Linked DNA regions of Mus musculus: regions 1 and 2 are each linked to region 3. The links are chromatin contacts, called in public HiChIP or PLAC-seq and Micro-C maps. All regions are on one chromosome and are shown on one strand. Each heading gives the region's core, a stretch centred on a gene start, on an enhancer-like site or on the middle of the called end of the contact. The rest is flanking DNA. Distances are from core to core; before and after follow the strand shown.

Evidence for each region. A called contact is a pair of places that touch in the nucleus more often than the background predicts. HiChIP or PLAC-seq counts read pairs in DNA pulled down with a chosen protein or histone mark.
Region 1: a contact with region 3 is called in an H3K27ac HiChIP or PLAC-seq map of embryonic stem cells, with 6 read pairs. The contact joins the enhancer-like site here to the promoter of Tunar in region 3. A contact is called at or near these places in 3 of 484 Hi-C or Micro-C datasets (cerebral cortex, embryonic stem cells and nephron progenitors), 8 of 115 datasets of contacts at active chromatin or transcription factors (embryonic forebrain, embryonic hindbrain, embryonic midbrain and 4 more) and 1 of 9 other capture datasets (pancreatic islet).
Region 2: a contact with region 3 is called in a Micro-C map of embryonic stem cells, with 4 times the contacts expected there. The contact joins the promoter of Gskip here to the promoter of Tunar in region 3. A contact is called at or near these places in 1 of 484 Hi-C or Micro-C datasets (embryonic stem cells), 1 of 115 datasets of contacts at active chromatin or transcription factors (embryonic stem cells) and 1 of 9 other capture datasets (pancreatic islet).

What each region holds. Positions count from the first base shown.
Region 1 is chr12:105,075,095-105,078,161 of GRCm38.p6, forward strand. The region is part of intron 2 of Gm31829 (a long non-coding RNA gene); the gene reads right to left. Among named protein-coding and RNA genes, the nearest start is that of Gm31829, 26 kb to the right of the region's middle. Within about 2 kb of position 1,652, at least 18 of the 459 cell types and tissues checked have an H3K27ac peak or open chromatin away from gene starts, as enhancers often do. A contact at or near this core is called in embryonic stem cells, where this site is marked.
Region 2 is chr12:105,683,717-105,686,672 of GRCm38.p6, forward strand. Gskip (GSK3B interacting protein) reads left to right here and starts at 1,636. Exons shown (of 3, transcript NM_178613.3): 1 at 1,636-1,742. The coding sequence starts at 1,729. Atg2b (autophagy related 2B) reads right to left here and starts at 1,525. Exons shown (of 42, transcript NM_029654.4): 1 at 953-1,525. The coding sequence starts at 1,114.
Region 3 is chr12:105,335,087-105,338,045 of GRCm38.p6, forward strand. It overlaps Tunar (Tcl1 upstream neural differentiation associated RNA), which reads left to right and starts at 1,508. Exons shown (of 3, transcript NR_045047.1): 1 at 1,508-1,871; 2 at 2,144-2,473.

The DNA of each region.
Region 1 (3,067 bases), core at 402-2,901, 260 kb before region 3:
TAAGGTTAGGTGGGTGCTAGGGATGCTCCATGGGTTGGTTCTGACTAGAGTGTGTCTAGGTGGTCAGTGGGTTGTATTCCGGTGTCATGAACATTAAACCACAGATTGAAATACCCAAACACCATCTAAGGCTGCCCCACAAAGACGGCCCATCTGAGATAAGATATTTCCCCCATCCTTGTGGTTAACTCCAGGCTGTTCTTTGGATGTGGGGAGCGGGGAGGTGTTTAATGGCCTTGTAGATTCCCAAGGTCTTGAGACATCTCACAGGTCTGTTGGGGACCCTGAATTAAGGAGACCCTTAGCTTGTGACAATATTTGGGGGATCACTTGCTTTCTCTGAGCCTCAGCAGCCTCATCTAGGAAATGAGGCTGAGACTGGACCTCTGTGACCTCCTGGGGATGCTAGACTTATTGGCCATAGGAAAAGCTACCTCCCGGTCTCTCTACAGTGTTCTTCTCTATGGTGAGGGAGCACCGGAGGGCACAGACACCAGATGGCTAAAATTCAGCCCATCTTCTGGAGCCTTGTAGATAAAAGCATTCTCCTCAGCCAACCCCCGCCCCCACGCACCATGCCAGCCCCTCCTTCTTGCCTCCAGCCCCTTGTCTGTCTGAGGTCTAAGCACCAGCCACACCGCCTGTGCTGGAAGTCTTGCAAACTCATAGCGGAATTAGCTGGAGAAATTAATGGCTAAGCAAACAGATTTCTCTTGTCAGATGCAATTTATAAATATCAGTTACACAGGAAGTCAATTAAAACTTCCCCTGCAGACTGAAGCCCCCCCCCCCACGCCCCACTTCTTCCCACATCCCGAATGTCATTCTTTATAAGAAGCCATAGGCTTCCAGGACCAAAACTTTGCAAATTCCCCCTCCCTCCCATTAATTAGATATCATCTGGGTTTGGTAGAAATCTCATTAAATGTCAGGGTCTTGCTGTCGAGACATTTTCCCTAAGAAATAAATAAGACCTGGTTCTCACTTCCTTTGTTCCCTCACTTATTCATCCAACAAAGAGATACAATCGGCTCTTTTTTTGGTTGCTCTTGACGGTTCTCCACTGAGCCTGCTGCTGTTGTAGCTGTCTCCTCCATTTTTTTATCCCTGTTTTCTTCTTTTTCTTGACAGCATTTATCCTCATCCTAGCATATAAAACAGTAGCTTTTTATATTTTTTATTTATGTTGTGTTTTCCAGCTTCACACACACACACACACACACACACACACACACACACACACACACACCAGCACAGGAATCTGTAGCTGCTTTAGTCCCAGCCTATCGCTCCTGTTCCCGAAGGCCCTTGGAAAGTCCCTGGCAAATAGCTGACAAATCAATTGTTTTCAGTGTGAAGGACAAGCTAAGGACTTGCCAGAGAAGCCCTGAGAAGTCGATGTAAGATGGAGCAGGCAGAGATGCCTGCCCAGTGGGAGGAAAAAGCCAAGAGCCCTGTGTGCGAGGCTCGTCACTGAATATTCCCAATGGCTCTACAAATTAAAGTTGTTTATCTGTATATAGCAGAATGTCTGCCCAGAGAGGTCAAGCCATTTGCCTAAGGCCACGTAGCTGGTGAATTCCAACCCAGGGCTCACTTGAAGGTGGAGTCCTCTCAACTTGCAAAACAAAAAGGACAAGTGTTCTAGGAATCTAGGAAGATAGTCTGGAAGATGGGGCAAGATCTGCACATACAGGGCTGGGCTACAGGATCTTTCACTTACTGTGAAAGGAGTGAGCTGTTGGCAGAGAGAGGCACCTTCTGAGGCCTGGGACAGAGGAAGACCCAGAGTGGTCAAAAGTGGTGCAGGACAGAGCAGGGAGAGACGCCGGCTGAGACTCAGTCTGAGAGTGAAGACTTGCTTTCAATGACATGACATGGAAAGGCATGCTGTGCTCTAGGGAGGCCTTTAAAATAGGCAGGAACCGGCATTTCTGTTTTGTCTTCACTCAAATAAGGCTGATCTGAGATGTCCTGAAAGGAAGCAGACTTGCTTTAGTTCTGGGCCAAAGAGGATGTGTGTGTGTGTGTGTGTGTGTGTGTGTGTGTATACACATAGATAGATAGATAGATAGATAGATAGATAGATAGATAGATACATACATACATACATACATACATACATACATACATAGATACATAGATAATAGATAGATAGATAGATAGATAGATAGATAGATAGATAGATAGATAGCACATGCAGATTAAAACCCAGTCTCTGCCAACAAAACAAAATAACAAAGACCTCTGAATACAATGAGGCTCTGCAGAGCCAGGCATTTCCTGTCTATTGTGTATTTAAATACTTCCCAGGTGGAAGATTGGTTGGTTTTGTTTGTTTGTTTTGTTTTGTTGATACAAAGTCTCACTGGCAACTGGTCTTAGGCCAGGCTGGCCTGGAACTCAAGAAGATCCATCCTTGCCTCTGCCCGGCAGAATGCTGGGATTAAAGGTGTGAGCTACCATACCTGGTTTAGATCAGTGGCTTTTGTCAGAGACTTCAAGAGCTTAAGTGTCTACTCCGCAAACAGGTAAGATTCCCAAGTCCCTGCTACCTACCTTGATGCCCTTTTGTCTTTGAAAAAAAAGTTTGCTGGGAAGAATCGTTCAGCTTAGAACTTGGTGCCTTATCCTTTGAGGAAAGGTGGCGGCCATTTCCAGGAGTTTCACCCTGATCTGGTTAGCCAGAGCCCTCCTGTGGAGCAGAGCAAGTGGTGTCGCCTGCCTCTGCCTTGGATGGCGCAGTCCGAAAAAACTGAGGCAGAAGTACCACATAGGAGGCCAGACATGCGCTCACTCACCTGCCCTAGCCAGTCACATCGCCTTTGGCTTCAGTCACCCTATTCAAAGCAACGAGCACCGAGTTCAACCCTGTTTCATGTCCTATTTGATGGAAACATGTAACAGGGTTCCCTATTGATCTGGGTACCCACTCTTCTACAGCTCACTGGTGTGGCTACACACTATGGTTGGAAGAATTGTACCCAGAACTCCTTCATCTTCTGAAGGAAACAAAGGTTGTATTTATCTTTTCACTTAACACCCTGTCTTAGTCAGGGTTCCTATT
Region 2 (2,956 bases), core at 386-2,885, 350 kb after region 3:
TATTTTGGTATAAGGCAGGTCTTTCTGTTACTCAAACTAGAGCTGTCTAAACTAACTTGTGTGTGCTCTCTGGTTTAAGTCACCTAGTTTCGTTACAATTACCTTGTGTCATACCTCTTAATACAAGTTGTCAAGGAATTTCCATAATTTAAGCTTTTCGAAAAAAGAGTAGACTCGACAAACCCAAGGCCTTAAGTAAAATAGTAGGCATTTTAGCCCACTGATGCAAATACAACTGCTTCTGGCGAACTGAATATACTCAAAGTTCAGGTGAAGTCAACTCACAGCCTCTAGGAGGAAACAGGTTCTTTAAAAAAAGGCTGACGCTGCGGCTTCGGCTCCCGAGCTTTTGCAACATTTGCGTTTACGACCTGTCGATCTATCACGTGAAGCAAAAGGGCAAATCTAAACAGCACTACTGGGGCCATTCACAACCTCACGCAAGCAGAGCAGGCAAACTGGCAAGAGGGGCCTTCGCCTAACTTTCTTTCAGTGAATGAAGACAACCAACCCAGCAAACGCAAATATACCAGCATCCAGACCAAAATAAATAACTGGGGATTTCTGTCACCTCCTCTTCATCTTTAATTTTTCTTAACGTCATCCACAGAAATAGGGTTTGTTTGCCTAGGAACACCGCAGACACTCGCAGCCCAAGAGGCAAGGGTGGCCACGTACTTTCCTGGGCCTGCCTCACAAGCGCCCCCCCCCCCCCCCAACCAATGACTCGATTGTTTCGCCCCGTGTGTGCCTCCATTACACCGTTTAAGCCGGAGCACGTGATCTAGGAGCGCAAACTTGCTACACTTTACACACTTCCCTGAGCCGGGCCACACTTGAATCTAAACAATTCCCAAAGGAGAACCGAACGTGCCCGATGCTGGATGACAGTCGCTCAGGTCTCGCCCTGGGGAGAGCCAGTTCCTACCCCTGCTGGCTGACAGCAGCTTACCCATTTGTCCAAGGGGACCTGGGCAAGGGACCCGGTGCCCTGGTACAGATCCAGGCTCAGCTGCTCCAGGCTCAGCTTCTCCTGCAGGAAGTGGCCCAGGTACCTCTGTAGGAGGTAGCGACAGGCCCTCTTCTTGATGGATTCTGAAAATGGCCAAGGCATGGTGAGGGCTGGCGGCTCGAGGGAGCCGGGGCTGCACGCGGCGGCGACTCGGGGGATCCGACCTGGGCTCCAGGCAGCGGCAGCGCCTCAGGGTCGGCCCGGCGGCGTCCCCAAGCCGCGGTGGGGATCTAGGTTCGCGGTGGCCGCTGCATGTCGGTTCGGCGCCGCCGTCCCTCAGGGCAACCCCATGGCCCGCGTCGCGACGCTCGCACTAGGCCCGGCGGGGACTGGGCGCTGAGCAGAACCGGGCGCCCCAAGCCGGGAGCTTCCGAAGCGCTCCGTCGGTAGGGAGACAGAGGGACAGACAGAGAGGGCTGGCGGCTGAGGCGAGACAAGACTCCGACGCGGCGCGACTAATTTGTTGTCATCTACTGGGCGCGCTCCCGCCTGAGACACGCTCCTGGCGCGTTCGCGAGACCCAGACTCCCGGCACGTACTCGAGCAACGGGCACAAGCGGAAGTGACGCCATATTGCGGGGCTGGAAAGGCAGGAAAAAAAGAGTCCGGGCCGGAGCATTTCCGGTGGTGAATGGGCGGGGCAACTGCGGGGGCGGGGGTGGTGCCGGCGCCGCGATCCTGGCCCCAGCAGTCTCCGGACGAGGAAGGATAAGAACATGGGCGCTCGCAGGTGAGTGGGCGGGCTGGCTGCGGCCCGTGGAGCCTCACCTTGCAGTCGCGGCCGGGTGGTGGGCGCCGGCGGACGCCCGGACTAGGGCTGACGGAGGTCTGGGGGCGGGTCCGGCCTGGGCTGTCCTGCGGGAAGTGATGCGGGGATGCAGGGCGAGGACTGGAGACCCGGCGTTTCTGTCCGGGTTCTGACCGATGCCTATTGTCATCAGGTTGCCCCCCCCCCCACCCCCTTGCCGGCTTTGTTTGCAAAGCATCTAGTAGTTTGCCGTTTGCAGAGCGCCACGCCGACGACCAGGAAACTTGGGATCGGGGCGATTGCGGGCAGTACGGTTTCCTCTGTTAAATCCTGGCGCTTCCCGACCCGCTGAGGGGCTGCTGCCTCCTGGAAGACTTTGTGCTCTCCGCAGGCTCTGCGCAGCCCGATTTTTATCTTTTAGGGAGACAGTCTGTGAAGAGGCGCAGCTGGCTCCTTAGGAGGGCAGCCCCTAAAGGCCCGGAAGTCTGCTGTCCTGGGTTAGATTCCTGACACTTGACACTGGGCCACCTTGAACCTATGCTACCCTCTCTGAGCCTACATTGCCACCTCAGCCAGGTGTGAGCAGATTAATATCATAAACTCGAAAATTGAGGCAAATGAAATGACGTGTGCCGGGAAGGAACCTAAACCGAGTCCTGGATTGAGGAGACCGAATTAAGGAATTCTGGCCCGTGAATGGGGCATCCTCAAAATGGGTTCTTTTGGTTTAGTTGGATTGGGTTTTGAGACAGTCTCTCACTGGGTAGGTAGTTGAGGTTGACTTTGAACTTATGTGGCCCAGACTGCCCTAGAAATTAGGGTCTCCCAAATGCTGAAATGTCAGGCTTGCACCACCACACACCATTCGGAGTCTTTATGTGCTTTGTAAGAAAGGGCCTCTTATTTTTAAAAGATGATATTTTAGTTGGAGACTTGGAGGTAGAAAGATACATGAACGTCTGAGTTATTTTTCAGATAAGAACACCACCTGCAAGGCTTACCACATGCGTAATGCTTGGTAAGTACCAGGAATTTGAGGAGGGAAGACAGGAAGGAGTGTAGCCATCGCAAGGAATGATGGAACTTTTGCTCTGGGTGAAATAAAAAGAAATGCTACATAATCTGGCCTAAGACTGCTAACTACAGTGTTGCTAATAGTGGAATGTTGGGCTTAGAAGACCAAAGGTGAAAACAGC
Region 3 (2,959 bases), core at 258-2,757:
GCGTCACCCATAAAAACTGGGGGCAAACTCAGAGGTGCTGCTCCCAGTCTTGCTGAGAAATGTCAGAACATAACTGTTGCCCCAGGGGCTAGGAATGACAGCCGTTTTCTGTTGAAAAATAAAATGCTGTAGGGAGGAGGGTGCTGGTTTCTATTTGGAAGGGCTAGTAGTGGGTTCAACAATATAGAAGAATAAATGAACAGAGAAAAAGCCCTGTTTTGGGGCCAACTCTGACAACAAAAACCTCAGCGACCCCTCCCCCACCCCCATTCTCAAAGTCCTCCTGGAGGGAGGGGCTCCTCGCTGCAGAGATACTGGCTTAAGAATTGGGATGTGGGTCCTGGGCAGGTGTGATTCTCTGGAAGGTCGGTCTTCTGCCTCCACCTCCTCATAGTCACCCCAGCCAGGACAACAGCAGCCTTGGAGGGAGTGAAGGATGAGGCTGGGTCGGTCCTCAGGGAGGTGGCAGCTGTTCCTGTTCTGGGGCATTAAGGAAGGGGCAGGATCTTGGCAGGTTTGAGGGTCCTTTAGACATGGCAGAGTCCTTGTATCCAGCTGAATCCAAGGGTCTGGGTTCTACCTAGAGGTACCCACTGCATTTGAAAGTTTGCCTCACCGTCTTTGGAGGCTGTGGTCCCTGTCTGCTTTGACGAGGACTCTTTTGTGGGCCTTAGGGGTGCATTTTGGAAAGGTTCTGGAGAACCAAGAGACACCTTACAGAAAACCTAGTTACAGTACACTTTACAGAAAACGCGTGTTCAGATTTAGGTACCCCAGGGGTCAGTTCTTAGCTATGACCTTCGGGGATGACTATTTTGGTTAGGATGTTAAGTTACTTTGAAACGTCCTATAAGCTGTAAAGATTTGGGCATGCCTGGGCCTGAGGCCCAGTCTGGCCTGAGAGGCCGCAAATCCTTAAGGAGGAAGGCACATGGAGGCAGGTCTTTGACCTCCTGAAACTAGACACCTGGTCACTGGTCGGGCATCAAGGGGTGAGGAACAAAGCTGTCACTACCTAGCAGCCATCCTCTGGTTCCCCGAGAGGTAGGAGGAGCTCGGTGAGATAGTCCAGAGCTTCCATGATGAGCACAGCGCAAGAACAAAATGTCCAGGAAGAAGAGAGGCAGGCCAGGAAAGGGGTGGCGCCTCTCTCACCCAGGTTCCTGGGTCTCCAAATACTCCTTGTGGGTGGGGGCGTCTCACACACACCCACACGCCCAAGGCCACATTCACTGGCTCATCTCTGCATTCCTGTGAGCGGCAGGCCTCCATGAGCCACATAGCCGCCACCTGCTGCTGTAACCCCAGCACAGGGGAACCTGCATCACCCTTTTCCCTCCATCCACCCTCACCCAGGAGCCGGTTCCAAATCCTCGGGACCAGGCAGAGGCCACGTCTTCCCCGGCCCACTCCCCAGCAGCGACGTGGAGGTAGAGGGAGGAGCTTTTGCCGGCAACGCCAGCTTCCCCTGCCCCCTCTCCCTCTAGAGCTCCCCTCCTCTCCTCTTTCATTCCCCTCCTTATCCCTCCTCTTCTCTCCCCTTCCCTCCCCGCCCTTCCCCTCTGCCGCAGCCCAGCTCCTAGCGCGTCAGCGTGGGCTTCCCGGAGCGAGTCGCTAGGTAACAGGGCTAGCTCCGCAGACCCGGGCCAGGGAAGCCCGCGCGCGTCGTCAGCATCTGCGCCGAGGGGCGGGGAACGCACTGACACTCCCCTATCGGAGCCTGCAGACCCTTCAGCTGGTTCTCAGTCCCCTCCCTGGATGCCTTAAGGGTGGCTATTGCCACCGCGGAGTTGCCCCTCCCCTGCGGGGACCCCGACGTCGCCGCCCCCTTCTCCTCCCACGCTGGTCCGCACCACTCTCCGCACCGCCAGGTAGGCGACCCTCCGCTGCGGTTGCGGTGGCTGCTGGTAAGCTGCGATCTGGAGCTGAGGCGGGGACTACGCCACTAGCGGGGCGGCTCGGGCCACAGCGGCCGGCGGACCGGCCATGTGCTAAAGTTTCTGGGGCTCGGCTGCCCGGCGGGTGCGCGGCGCGGGGCGCAGAGCGCGGTGGGTGGGGCGCGCGGTGCTGCCCGCCCCCAGCCCCGCGGGGCGCAGCTCAGTGTGCTCTCTCACGCTTTCTTTCTCTCCTTTTCCGGGCGCAGCCACCCTCCGAGATCTTCCCGCCGAGCCCAGGCGTGGGGCATGAGGAGCCCCTGGGTGTCGCCTGCAGACAACCCAGCCTCGCGCACACCTCGCCAGTCGCTGACAGGGACATGAACAGCATGATTGGGTTCCGGTGTCCGGCGGCCAGCCTCAGCCGGAGGCGGCCAGTGGGTCTGCGCTGTTTGGGAGAATGAGGCAGGAACCCACGGCAACCTCTCTCTCCTCCTTCTCCTCGCCTTCCTCTGGCTCCCGCTCCCCGGACCCGGGCCGGGCTGTGGCTCTGCTGCGTGCCCTGCGCGCCCCCCACCTGCCTCCGGATGCTCTTCTCGGTAAGCCAGACCTTTCGCCTCGGGAACAAAGCCCCTTCACAGGATTCCGAGGCTGCCTCCGAGCCCCCTCTCCAATTACTACCCAGTGCCTGGAATCTGTCCCCAAACCCTACCTGGCTTCTGAACAGCCTAGGTGCCTTCAAGACCCGGTGTTTTCCTGGGCTCTCTGGGAAACAGCAGCGGGCTTAACACGCAGGCAGGCAAGAGACCTGTTTGGTCTAGATAAGCATCTATGTGTGCAACCTGGATTCGGACTTAGTCACCAGGGGGAACTGGATGTTTGGTGAGTGTTCAGTCATTGCTGGGTGGTGGATCTCCAAACTGCTCCAAGGAAGTAGGGTCCCCCCTCTCCGTGTATCAGACGAGGAAACTGAGGCCCAGAGATACTAAATGTGCTAATCAAGGTCACAAGGTGGGAACCAAGGTGCTCACCACCTCATCAAACTGATCCTTTGGTCACAAACACGCCTGCTTTATTTCCTTCAC